2 separate regions of the Mus musculus genome follow, and region 1 is linked to region 2. A link is a contact called in public promoter capture Hi-C data. All regions are on one chromosome and are shown on one strand. Each heading gives the region's core, a stretch centred on a gene start, on an enhancer-like site or on the middle of the called end of the contact. The rest is flanking DNA. Distances are from core to core; before and after follow the strand shown.

Evidence for each region. Promoter capture Hi-C pulls out the DNA fragments that hold promoters and counts their contacts.
Region 1: a promoter capture Hi-C map of second pharyngeal arch cranial neural crest shows a contact between it and region 2. The contact joins the promoter of Zc3h15 here to the enhancer-like site in region 2. A contact is called at or near these places in 6 of 39 promoter capture datasets (the 3T3-L1 cell line, 3T3-L1-derived adipocytes, cranial neural crest and 3 more), 1 of 484 Hi-C or Micro-C datasets (cerebellum) and 2 of 115 datasets of contacts at active chromatin or transcription factors (astrocytes and forebrain).

Annotation. Positions count from the first base shown.
Region 1 is chr2:83,641,424-83,647,461 of GRCm38.p6, reverse strand. Zc3h15 (zinc finger CCCH-type containing 15) reads right to left here and starts at 2,884. Exons shown (of 10, transcript NM_026934.3): 1 at 2,735-2,884. The coding sequence starts at 2,809.
Region 2 is chr2:80,749,377-80,755,571 of GRCm38.p6, reverse strand. No RefSeq gene overlaps it. Among named protein-coding and RNA genes, the nearest start is that of Gm25420, 45 kb to the right of the region's middle. Within about 2 kb of position 2,996, at least 5 of the 459 cell types and tissues checked have an H3K27ac peak or open chromatin away from gene starts, as enhancers often do.

The sequences.
Region 1 (6,038 bases), core at 1,635-4,134, 2.9 Mb before region 2:
TTTTTTAATCTGCTTGCCCTAAATCCAAACACACCCCCAACCCAAGTCAAGAATTATACTTATTTTTCTTTTGTTCTTTAAGACAGGATTTTGTACTGCACCCAAGGTTGACCTGGAATTCACTATGTAGTCTATGCTTGCCTCAAACTTGAAATCCTTGTGCCTCAGCTGCGATTACAGGCTCTGCTTAGTCTACGATCAGAATTTCTGTTGCTCAAAGCTGATTTCAAAGTATTATTCTGGCTGTAGGTAAACAAATGTTATATACTGTTTGGGAACAATATGTGAATGGAGAATAAAACTTCAACTTTACAATACTATGTGATATATTCATTTCAAGGAGAAAATACATACTCATAGTAAATCCATGATATCCCAGACAGCTTAAAAGAATAATAGGAAACACACATAATTTTCTTTTGTTTGTTTTATATGAAATTCAACTCAGAAGCCACAATATAAACTCACTGCATAGCTCCAAAAGTTGTCAAGACATGCTACGGTGTTAGAGAAATTATAAAATAAACCAAACTAGGCTTAATTCTATTACTGCATGTATTAGGATAATTTTAATCAATACTTTCTTTAAATGCACTTATCTTATTTGTTTTGCTTTTTTTGAAACTGGTTTCTCTGTGTAACAGAGCCCAGGCTGTCCAGGAACTTGCTTTGCAGACCAGGTTTGCCTAGAACTCTAAGATATCTACCTGTTTCTGCCTCCCCAGTAGGATTAAAGGTGTATGCCACCATGTCAGCATTAATGAATGTATCTTTGGAGATGTCTTCACTAATGAAAGCTAAAGTTGAGTTCTCTTTACTTCAAAAACAAAAATATTGCAACCACTAAAGAAACCAACCAACCAACCCTTCTTGACTAAGACTGTACAGAGCAGTGGTAGAATTCACCCCTAGAATGTGATGCCTTGGGTACAACCCCTAGAAAACCAACGAAATCTTGTTAGAGATGAAGGAAGACAAAATATATTCATGATTTTTAGGGCTAATAGACTATTATAAATAACTTTAATTTTGCTGTTGTCTTTCGATCGAGACAGGGTTTCTCTGCGCAGGCCCAGAGTCCTGAAACTTACTCTGTAGACCAGGCTACTCTTGAATTCAGAGCTCTACCTGCCTCTGCCCTTCTGAGTGTCATCTCCACTGTCAGGTGACAAAAATTAACGAAACAAAAAACCCTTTAGTCTCATTAATTAAAAGTGGTTATAGGTCCAAGTGGCCTGAAATACATTCTATAATGTTTTGTAACATTTATTTTTGAATGGAAATTTTACTGTTTTGTGGTCTATTTTATATTTATTCAATCTCAGTAGTTTGTAAGTAAAATGCTATTTCTGAATGTCCTTTGTTGGCACAATATTGAATTGCCACCAGATTATTATTCCCAGAGATTTAAGTCTCCCAAATCCTGATTTTTTTCTTCAGATGTAAAGGTGACAATTATTTTTCTTTCTTTTATTTTCCCTTGGACAAGAGTTTCTCTGTGTGCTCTGGCCATTCTGTAGACCAGGCAAACTGTCTACTGAGATGAAAGGCACACACCAGCACTGCTTGGCAACAGTTTTGCTTCCAGATGTTTGGCTACGGCAGTTCTACCTTAGAACTCCAACAGTCAGTAAATTATTAGATGTGTTCACATTAATTTTATTTAAATTAAATCAGCCAACTTTAACTACATACAATCTGACAAAAGATTAATCTCATTAGCGTGTATAAAGGAACCCTGGCGAATTCTCACTTCTATCTTTCAAGGCTATAACAATCAAATGTTGAAAAAAAACGATCATAAGCAAACATCTCATTTCGAAACCCCAAACATTCATTCTGGCTATTTTAATAAGAACGAGCCTACTAAAGGTTACTTTATACTCAGATGCTGTAAAATAGTCATCTTTTCTTCCAACTACATCCAAGTCTATGAGGTACCATTTACTTTTAAATGAGGATTAGTATGGAAGAAATACGTTTATCGAATGTGAAATTTCATTACCTATCTTAAGGAAACTCAAGTAGACAATCGTTGTAACCTGAGGAACATTTAAGAACATCAGTACCTTGCCTCACTCACTGAATGCCTACAAGTTCAATGCATTAAAAGACGCTCGTGTGTGTGTGTGTGTGTGTGTGTGTGTGTGTAGGTAAACTGGGAGCTCCCAATTTAACATAGGTACTGTGACAGAGCCTACGTTTAATTCAGACTCCATGTATGAACGAAGCATTCTGTACAAAACCGCTGGGCCACGCTTTTTGGGAAACCTCTGTTCTTGACACGAAAGTTTCCAGATGGACCAAACACCAAAAGAAACAACAACAACAAAAAAGTGGTAAATAGTCCGCTGGCTCTTGAAAATGAACAGCGCTACCTCTCACTGCCTGATAAAGAAAAAAACCAAACCCAAGGCGTCAGGTCAGTCAGGAGGGGCCTTCCAGAGCGCCACTCAGCTTGTTTTTTCAGGCACAGCCCGAGGAGCCGCGGAAAGTCGTGAGCATCGAAAGGCCGGGCCGGGGGTCCCTGGGCGGCCGAGTGGGCGCGGCGGGCGCGTGGGTGGAGACGCGGCGAGCGCGGGGGCGCAGCGGCCTCACTACAGCGATGAGGGGCGGCGAGAACCACTTCAGTCGGGGCCCACCGGGCCGGGCGCCGACACGTGGCCCCGGGGAGCCGCGCTCCGCAGCCCGGCGAGCCCCAGCCCGGTGCGGCGGGGAGGGGGAGGGGACGTACCTCGATGATCTTCTCCTTCTTCTTCTGCTCCGCCTTCTTGCTGCCCCCGGCCTGAGCCTGTTTCTTGGGGGGCATCGCGGAGGCGGGGGGCACCGGGCCGACTGCGACGCAGATGGCTACCGTCGGGGCGTCCGGCAGCTCGGCGGGAGCAGGAAGACCCAGCCGCCGCCGCAGCGCACGGAAAGCGACTCGCTCATTCGCCGCCCGGATGTGGCCTTTGCGACAGCACGGCGCCGCTATGCACTGTGGGGCGCGAGGCGAGGCGCCCGGAAGTGGAGCTGCGCGTGCGCTCCGGCTGCGCCGAGCCGGGAGGGGGCGTGGATGAGACGTGGGAACTGGGAAAGGCGCGGCGTGTGACGCCTCCTTTTGGTGAGGCGCTTGCCACTTGCTTGGCTTCGTCCTTCATTAGCACCGCGAGTGATGCCTCCTCACCTCACTTGTATAGACCCCTGGCGTAGAGAGTTCTAGATCTAGTTAGCACTGGACAGTACCATCTTGAGTAATCACGGAGCGGCTGCATCAATTATGAGCTACTGTCTTGTCCTCTGGAGGGGCAGGGTTGCAATGCAGCACCTTCAGTATGAAGTTGCGTAAAGAAATAAAGTTTCATTTGGAGATCGTCAGACGTGGAGTCCTAGTGGGTGAAATCCTTAGTTTCTCTTCAAGTCCTGTACTAATTTTAGGGGGCTGCCTTAACGATTCCGGAAAAAAAAAAATCACTATTTTACTATGTCAAACTAGCCTAACAGTATGGGCCAAGCCCAATTTAAGGTTAGTTTAAGTGTTTGGTAAATTCCATAATGACTTTACACACACGATTTCACTCATTACATCTACACTGAGGTACGAATGGTTAACTGTTAGCACTGTTTGAGATGAAACGCAGAAAGAAAGGTGGCTAAATGTAAAATCCAAGATAAGAATTTCAGCCTGGTTAGTCTTGCTTCAGGGCTCTGTTTATATTGTAGACTAAACCAAAAGTATGGCTTTTGATATGCAAATGAATCTACTATTTTTTATTCAGCCAAATACTGACTTTAAAAAAGCACACAATGAATGGCTGTTCTTTTGCATGGTTACTGTTTTACCTACATTGATTAACAGAAGAATCATCCTTCCAGAGAAGGGAGTTATTAGTTTTTCAACAATTTCATAAGCAGAAAACTACTTTGGAACCCTAATGCCACCATGAGGGAAATGGACAGTGTTCATCTGATGGCAACCAAAGCAAAAAGAGACACTTAGGGGCAGGGGACCCAATATTCCTTTCAAGGGCTTTCCCCAGTGATCTACTTCCCTTCATGTGTTCCACTCTCCCTAGGAGTGTCACCCAACTCAACAGGAGCCTTTGTGGAACACTGTGACAGTTTACTTTTCTGTATTATTTATTCTTCAGAAGTTGATTAAGAATTCCTGTAGTAGCAGAATGTAGTAATCTTAATATCCCCCTTTTTAGTGATTCATTTAATGTCTCTAATTTTAAAGAATTTTTTTATGGCAATCGTAAGTATGGAAAAGTTGTAAACAATCTAGAATTTCACAGTCATAGCTGAAAAATCATAGTTCACTATTATCTTTTGTTCCTAACTTCTAACTAAACCTATCCCATGCTAATGCTAGACTATGTGACCAATATTCTTAATATATTCTCTTATATGGAAATTAGAGTTGGTTTTAGTTGTTTATAACCAAAATTTGTTATGGACTGAACTGTTATGGGCTGAATTGTGTTTTCAAAACTCACAACGTCTACTACTTCAGAATGTAACTACATTAGGAGATAAGGGCATTATAAAGGAAATAGGTAAGTTAAAATGAGACTTTCAGCATAGACCTAATCCAATCTGAATGGAGTCCTTATTAAAAAAAAAGGAAAAATTGAGTTTAAAATTTTTTTGAGACAGGGTCTCCTTAAGTTGTTTACATTGGCCTTGAACTTCTAGCCTGGACTGGCTTTGAATTTGCCATCCTCCCATTGAGCCTCCCGAATAGCTGGAATTGCAGATTTGTGTTATGAGCCCTGGTATAAGAGAGAATCTATATTGTGCACAGAAGCAAGAAAAATCACATGAAGACATAGCGGGAAGGTCTGTGTCAAGGAGAGGCCTTAGAAGAAAGCAAACACAGGAACAGGACAAACACAGGGATAGGACGGAGTCTAGCAAGTCAAAGCTTTGAGTTCAATTTCCAGCATCATACAAACCAGGTATGGTAGCACAAGCCTGTAATCTCATCACCTGGGAAGGAGAGACAGAAGAATCAGAAGTTTACGGTCATCTTTGGCCACAGCAAGCTCAAGGCCAGCTTGGGTTGCATAGTACCTTACTCTGTGCATATAGCCTCCATCTTGTTTAAGTATCAAATCTGTAGTACTCTGTTATGGAAACCCCAGCAAAGTAGTACTCTGGTAGTAGTACTCTGGTAAGGCTTAGGACTAGAGTATAGACATTGCCACTGTGGTGAGCAGAAGCTATTTTATTCCAAATCTTTTGATAAAAATAAGGCTAACTTAACTGACCATGTAAATTGCTGACTCATCTCCTGAGTTGGGAAGGTACCTTCTAGAAGTGTTTTTATTTAAATATTTAATGCTTCAAGTCCTTTGACTTTCAGACAGTCTCCTTCAAGTCATTTTCCCCTCCAAAATAAACTATGACAAAAGACTTGCCAGCAGAGCATGTAAAATCTCTTTTAACCTGTCAATTTGAGTTTCTGTACTGTAACCCTTCACCGCAACCTACAGTGACATAACATTTTCTTAAGTGGATAACTTATCTGGTTCTGTTTGAAATACTTCTTGCTACCATTATAATAACTATTATGGCATTTGTCAAGAAGTCGAGATGTACAGTTTCCAAATATTGTTTTGCTTCACTGAAGCCTAAACCACTTTTCATGACCCCCATCAATCATGCCTGTTCCCTAGTAATAGCTTTCCGGTGCTTTCCCATGTCCTCTTGCAATAAGTGCTAGGAGTCTGCACTTTCCCTAGCACAGGAGTGAATGGTTTTTAGCTTCTGTCACTTCAATTGATATTCCTCATTTGAGGCCAACTTTTCCTATTTTCCACCTTCATATACCACTATGTCTCATGCCTTAGAGCTTTTTCAAGGTCTTACATATATGATTGTACAAAGAAAGAAAAGTAAAGAAAAAAGTCTCTATTCCATGTAGGTGCCATAGCTAGAAGTGTTAGTGGACTGTTTTTTTTTTTCTTCAACCTCCAAGTTTAGTCAAATCATAGCCACGCCCCTCCTCCCTCAGTTTGGGTAGAATTGGAGGCCTTACATGTGGTGAGCAAGTG
Region 2 (6,195 bases), core at 1,747-4,246:
AATACAGACATGCCCTTAGTACACACCATAAAAGTAAAATTAGTTATAGAAGGAAACAGCAAGGTTTGAAAGTGACATCTAATTGAGGGGCAGACAAAATGATGGATCAAAGAGAGATTGGGCAGAATGAGTCATAGATAGGATGTGCCCAACTGCTGGAAAAGCACAGGAAGGGGAAGCTATGTTAAGAGCAGCACAGGTAGAGTCAGTCAGTTGGGAGTCAGAACAATGAGTGCAGTGCACCGGAATTGAGTTGAGTTCATTCGTGAGTTCATGCAGTGCAGTGCAGGTCAGCAGAGGCAGCAGAAGCCAGAGAATAAGAAGGAGCAAGAAGATTAGAACAAACTGCCAGAGTTAGTTTGAGGCCATGCACAGCAACGCAGTGAGAAGTTGAGAGAAGCCAGATTGATTCAGTCAGTTTAGACAGGAGTTTGTGCCAGAACAGCTGAGTTGAACCAGCCACCCAACGTTCAGAAAGAACTAGAAAGAGTGAGTTTATGCAGCATTAAGTTTCAGAGGCTGAAACATTGTAGGCCTAGGTTAGCAGACAGAGGCTAGAAGTTGAAGCCTTCAAGGTCTGGGACTGCAGAACTGTACAGAGGCTAGAAGCCTTCAAGCCTAGGCCTAGAGGTAGTTAAATAGATATGCTCCAGGCTCAGCTCACTCTATGTATTCATAAAATTGGGCATGCCTCTCATCTCATCACTTCACCTGAAGAAATAAAAGTGACATTTACATTTACTACAAACTTATACAAATGGGTAATTTAACCACATATAAGAGCTGTTTCTGAGCCCACTCTTTGAGGCGAATGGAAGCCACCACTGCAGCTTAACCATCTCTGCTTAACCAGGGGAAAGCTATGAATGTATTTAACATCAAGATACTGTATGGAGGCAGGGGTGGAGAAACGTTTCATTAGGAGAGCTTACTGCGCTTTCACGGGACCTGAGTTCAGTGCCCAACACCTACATCAGGTGGTTCATAGCACTTGTAACTCCAGTATCAGGAAATCTAAAGCCCAAAGGTCACTGTGGGCACCGGCAGGCATATGATGCACATAAAGAGATTCAGCATCATCCATATAAATAAAAATAATATGTAAATATTTTGAAAGGAACTATATGGGCTTTCCCTCCTCTTTATTTCTCTATGATGAGATATGCATAAACATACTAAAAAATGAAAATTTGGAAAATCGAACTAAAAAGATTGAAATTTGGCGGAGTCAATTTTAGATGAAGAATCAAAGCACCAAAGCTCAGACAAGACACCAACTCTTTGCCATCTCAGTACATTTTTCTTTGTTAAAGAATTGCAGTCAATTGTCTGTGACTTGTTTGAAAACAAAGCTCTTTGGCCTATCCTCTTAGCTCCATCAAGGCTCCTACTGGGCTTTTCATCTGCCTTCTTATCCACGGGGCCATGCTAAGGTGACGTGTGTTCTGCCCATCTGAGTCTCCTTCCTGCAAAGAGCCAAGTGAGCCCATTAAGGGCACCATCTGCTTGGGCCTTCGTACTCATTCATCAATATTTACTCAATTGAGCATCTACTATGTGCCAAGAGCTCTGTTAGGTGCTGGGAGTACAGCAGTAAACAAGATAGACACAGTCTGCTTTAATGTGGTTTATAGTTTTATAAGAGCTGCAGTTGCAATTGTTATATCTGCTACAAAGGAAATGGCAAACTATAACTAGAGAGTCACTTACAATTATGAGAGCTACAAGGGAAAACAATATGATGAAATGTATGGACAAGAGCTTTGGAAAGTGCACTTCTAACTCATTGATATCCCTGAAATCAGTTCAGTGATTTGTATACTTTTATTTAACAGAATCTACTACTTTTATTTAATAAAATCAATTAGATATAAAAGAAAATAATCAGAGACATTAGTTGAAATACCCAATAAAGGGGAGAGAAAACCTGTAGAGACCATATACAGAGGTTAGGCATGGCCCCTGGTTGAGGCATGGGGCTACCCTCCCATCTCAAAATTTTTAACTCAGAATTGCTCCTACCTAAAGGAAATGCAGGGACAAAGAGTGGAGCAGAGACTGAAGGGAAGACCATCCAGAGACTGTCCTACCTAGGGATCCATCCCATCTGCAGACACCAAACCCAGACACGATTGCCAATGCCAAGACACGCCTGCTGACAGGAGCCTGGTATGGCTGCCTCCTGAGAGGCTCTGCCAGAGCCTGACTAATACAGATTCAGATGCTCATAGCCAGCCATCAGACTTTGCTCAGGGACCACAATGGAGGAGTTGGGGGAAGGACTGAAGGAGATGAAGGGGTTCCCAACCACATAGGAAGAAGAACAAAAATCAACCAATCAGACCCTTCCCCCTGGAGCTCCCTGGGACTAAACCACCAACCAAAGAGTACATGGAGGGACCCATGGCTCTAGCCACATATGTAGCAGAGGATTGCCTTATCTGGCATCAATGGGAGGGAAGCCCCTAGGTCCTGTGGAGGCTTGATTCCCCAGCATAGGGAATGCTAGGGTGGTGAGGTGGAAGTGGGTGGGTGGGTGGGTGGGTGAGTACCCTCATAGAAGAAGGGGGAGGAGGGATGGGATGGGAGGTTACAGAAAGGAAACCAAGAAGGGGGATAGCATTGGAAATGTAAATAAATAAAAGAACCAATAAAAATGTATTTTAAAAAAGACTAAGGGAAGAAAACTAGCCTTTTAGCATAGAAAGCTATGTAAACAAGCCTTTAATCTTTACAGTCTATTGTCTAGATTGAGAATTTTCAGGATTTCAAACTATAACATCCACAACAAACAATTCTCTGGGTTGGTTTCATGGTGTCTACATCAGTAGAGTGATCCATGTTTAGACACAGATCAGAGAAACTGGCTCCTTTCCAGGTCATTCCTATGTTAACAACGCATGAACAATAATCCACACAAACTAGGCTGAGCTTCAGTGTTCACTGGATGCAGTCTGTCCATTGCCTTTACTGTGGATGGCCCAATTGTTCCAACGTGGAGATGCCACTGACAGATGACACCCTTGTGCTCACTCATGTGGACCTTTGTTTGCTACATGTGACTCCGACTGCCATCCACTGAAAATCCTAACACAGCCCAGCTCTCTTTTAGTTATTCAGACATATAATGAGTTTCAGCAAAACAGAGGAATCTAAGAATCCGCATCCTCCAAAGAGTGCCCTTGAAGTGAAGGCTTACCTTTACAGGAATGAAATGCTGTCCACTTGGGAGGAAATCTGAAACTATGTACGTTGCACTTGAACTTCCATTGGACTTATTTTTCCTGTGCTTATGAAATGTAAATCAAAGGCGTCAGAATCACCATATGTCTTCTCTTAAAGGTACGGAGTGAGTTCCAAATCAGAAACACACGTCTTTCCAGTTCACTTCGGATGGTTACGTACCGCTAACTTTTGCAAGAAATGTACTTTTGAAAAATGGGGAAAACAGAAGAAAAAAAAGAAAAAGAAGAAAAACAATCTGGACAAGCATTTGTTTTAATGATCCAGGAAGGCTGCATTGCAGAGTCAAGCTGCACGAGCCGACGTTGCTAAGATGGCCAAGACCACGTGTCATCCTCAGTAAGTCAGTCCTTGGCTCATTCTCTCACTCCATCTCAGCCCTAATGCTGTTACCCAATAAGAATTAAACTTAATCCTGACCACAAAGGCCACAAAGCAATATCTTGGTGTATAAATAGCAGCTGATTATTGGTAGAGCAAAATAAAGCTGGGAAATGTCACTCATTTAATTACCAAGAGAGATCTGTGCAATATATAAAATTGCCTATTATTTTAATACCCTTCCATTTTTTCTAAAACATAATAAATATAAAAATTGACTAGCAGATATCATTTTCAAATTTGTAGGGAGATGAAATCTAGAAAGATAGAGACTCAAAACTTTTATTAGGTTCAAATACCTTTCAATATATTTGGAAAAGACATTTTATACCTTAAAATCTCATTAAGTTAAAAAGAATTTACATTTGGAAGGGAAAGGTATATACATGTCTTAGACGCCAAAGAAAAGTTCACGTTTTCATCCTGAGTAGAGGTATGAACTTCTACACTTTTTTAAAATATTTTTTATTACATATTTTCCTCAATTACATTTCCAATGCTATCCCAAAAGTCCCCCATACCCTCCCCCCCCCCACTTCCCTACCCACCCATTCCCATTTTTTTGGCCCTGGCGTTCCCCTGTACTGGGGCATATACAGTTTGCGTGTCCAATGGGCCTCTCTTTCCAGTGATGGCCGACTAGGCCATCTTTTGATACATATGCAGCTAGAGTCAAGAGCTCCGGGGTACTGGTTAGTTCATAATGTTGTTCCACCTATAGGGTTGCAGATCCCTTTAGCTCCTTGGGTACTTTCTCTAGCTCCTCCATTGGGAGCCCTGTGATCCATCCAATAGCTGACTGTGAGCATCCACTTCTGTGTTTGCTAGGCCCCGGCATAGTCTCATAAGAGACAGCTATATCAGGGTCCTTTCAGCAAAATCTTGCTAGTGTATGCAATGGTGTCAGCATTTGGAAGCTGATTATGGGGTGGATCCCTGGATATGGCAGTCTCTAGATGGTCCATCCTTTCATCTCAGCTCCAAACTTTGTCTCTGTAACTCCTTCCATGGGTGTTTTGTTCCCAATTCTAAGAAGGGGCATACTATCCACACTTCAGTCTTCATTCTTCTTGAGTTTCATGTGTTTAGCAAATTGTATCTTATATCTTGGGTATCCTAAATTTTGGGCTAATATCCACTTATCAGTGAGTACATATTGTGTGAGTTCCTTTGTGAATGTGTTACCTCACTCAGGATGATGCCCTCCAGGTCCATCCATTTGGCTAGGAATTTCATAAATTCATTCTTTTTAATAGCTGAGTAGTACTCCATTGTGTAAATGTACCACATTTTCTGTATCCATTCCTCTGTTGAGGGGCATCTGGGTTCTTTCCAGCTTCTGGCTATTATAAATAGAACTTCTACACTTTTATTAGTGTATATTAATTCTACAAAATGATAGGCTTTATTATGACACTGTCCTTCATCCACATAATGGGTTTTGACAAAATTCACCCTCACTGCCCTCTCTTGTTATCACTCACCCTTCTCCCTGACCATTTCCCAAAAATATTCTTCCCTTTTCTTTAACATCATGGACAAAATTATTTTTTAATCTAGATTCTAACTCTAAGCAAAAACTTGTAGTATTTTAGTATTTGTCTTTGTGAGTCTGGCTTATTTAGTTCAACATGAGGAACTCCTATTCCATCTATTTCCTTGCAAGGTACATAATTCTGTTATGTGTAAACTCTATTGTGGGGTGTGTGTGTGTGTGTGTGTATGTGTGTGTGTGTGTGTGTGTGTGTGTGTGAGAGAGAGAGAGAGAGAGAGAGAGAGAGAGAGAGAGAGAGAGAGAGAGTTGTTATCTTTATCCATTAATCTATTTATGGGTACCTAGGCTGACTATAACTTGGCCATTGGGAATAATGCTGAAATAAAATGGCATGGAGGTGCAGACATCTTTGTGGTGTACTTGCCTACCCCTTTGGGCATATACTGAGGAGGTGTGTAGCTAAATCAGACATATAATAGTTTTACGTTTTGAGAGGAACGTCCATATGGATTACCACAGTGCCTATACTACTTTTAGTAATTATAAATGTCTCTAACACTTCTAAGAATTAAGCAATTATGTAACAATCAGGCTGAAGGTGAAGAACTCTTTGGTATCATTGAGCCACAGGTATAGCAGCTATAAACTTGGTTTAGTATCCCTCATCAGATATATATCTAGCAAGTACCTGAACAGTGGGCAGACAAGAGTCTAATCACGGATGGCCCTGATGCTGTGGAATGAGTGTGTTACCATGAGATTCCCCATGGTAAAGTCCTAACCTCTGATGTGACAACATTAGTAGGGATACTTAGAGAGGTGATTATGTCATAGGTATGAATCCTGCATGAACATGGTTGGTACCTTCATGAAGGAGACACATGAGCTCTACCTCATCAACGTCATTCAAGTTAGTTTGCAACAAGATGTCGTAACCACAAAACAATCCCTCACCCACTATTATATATTCCAGAGACATAAAAATCAGTTTGTAAAAGAAATCTGGATGCTCATATTTATTTAAACACTATTTATGTGGCCAAGATATAGAACCAATCTAAGTGTCAATGGATAAA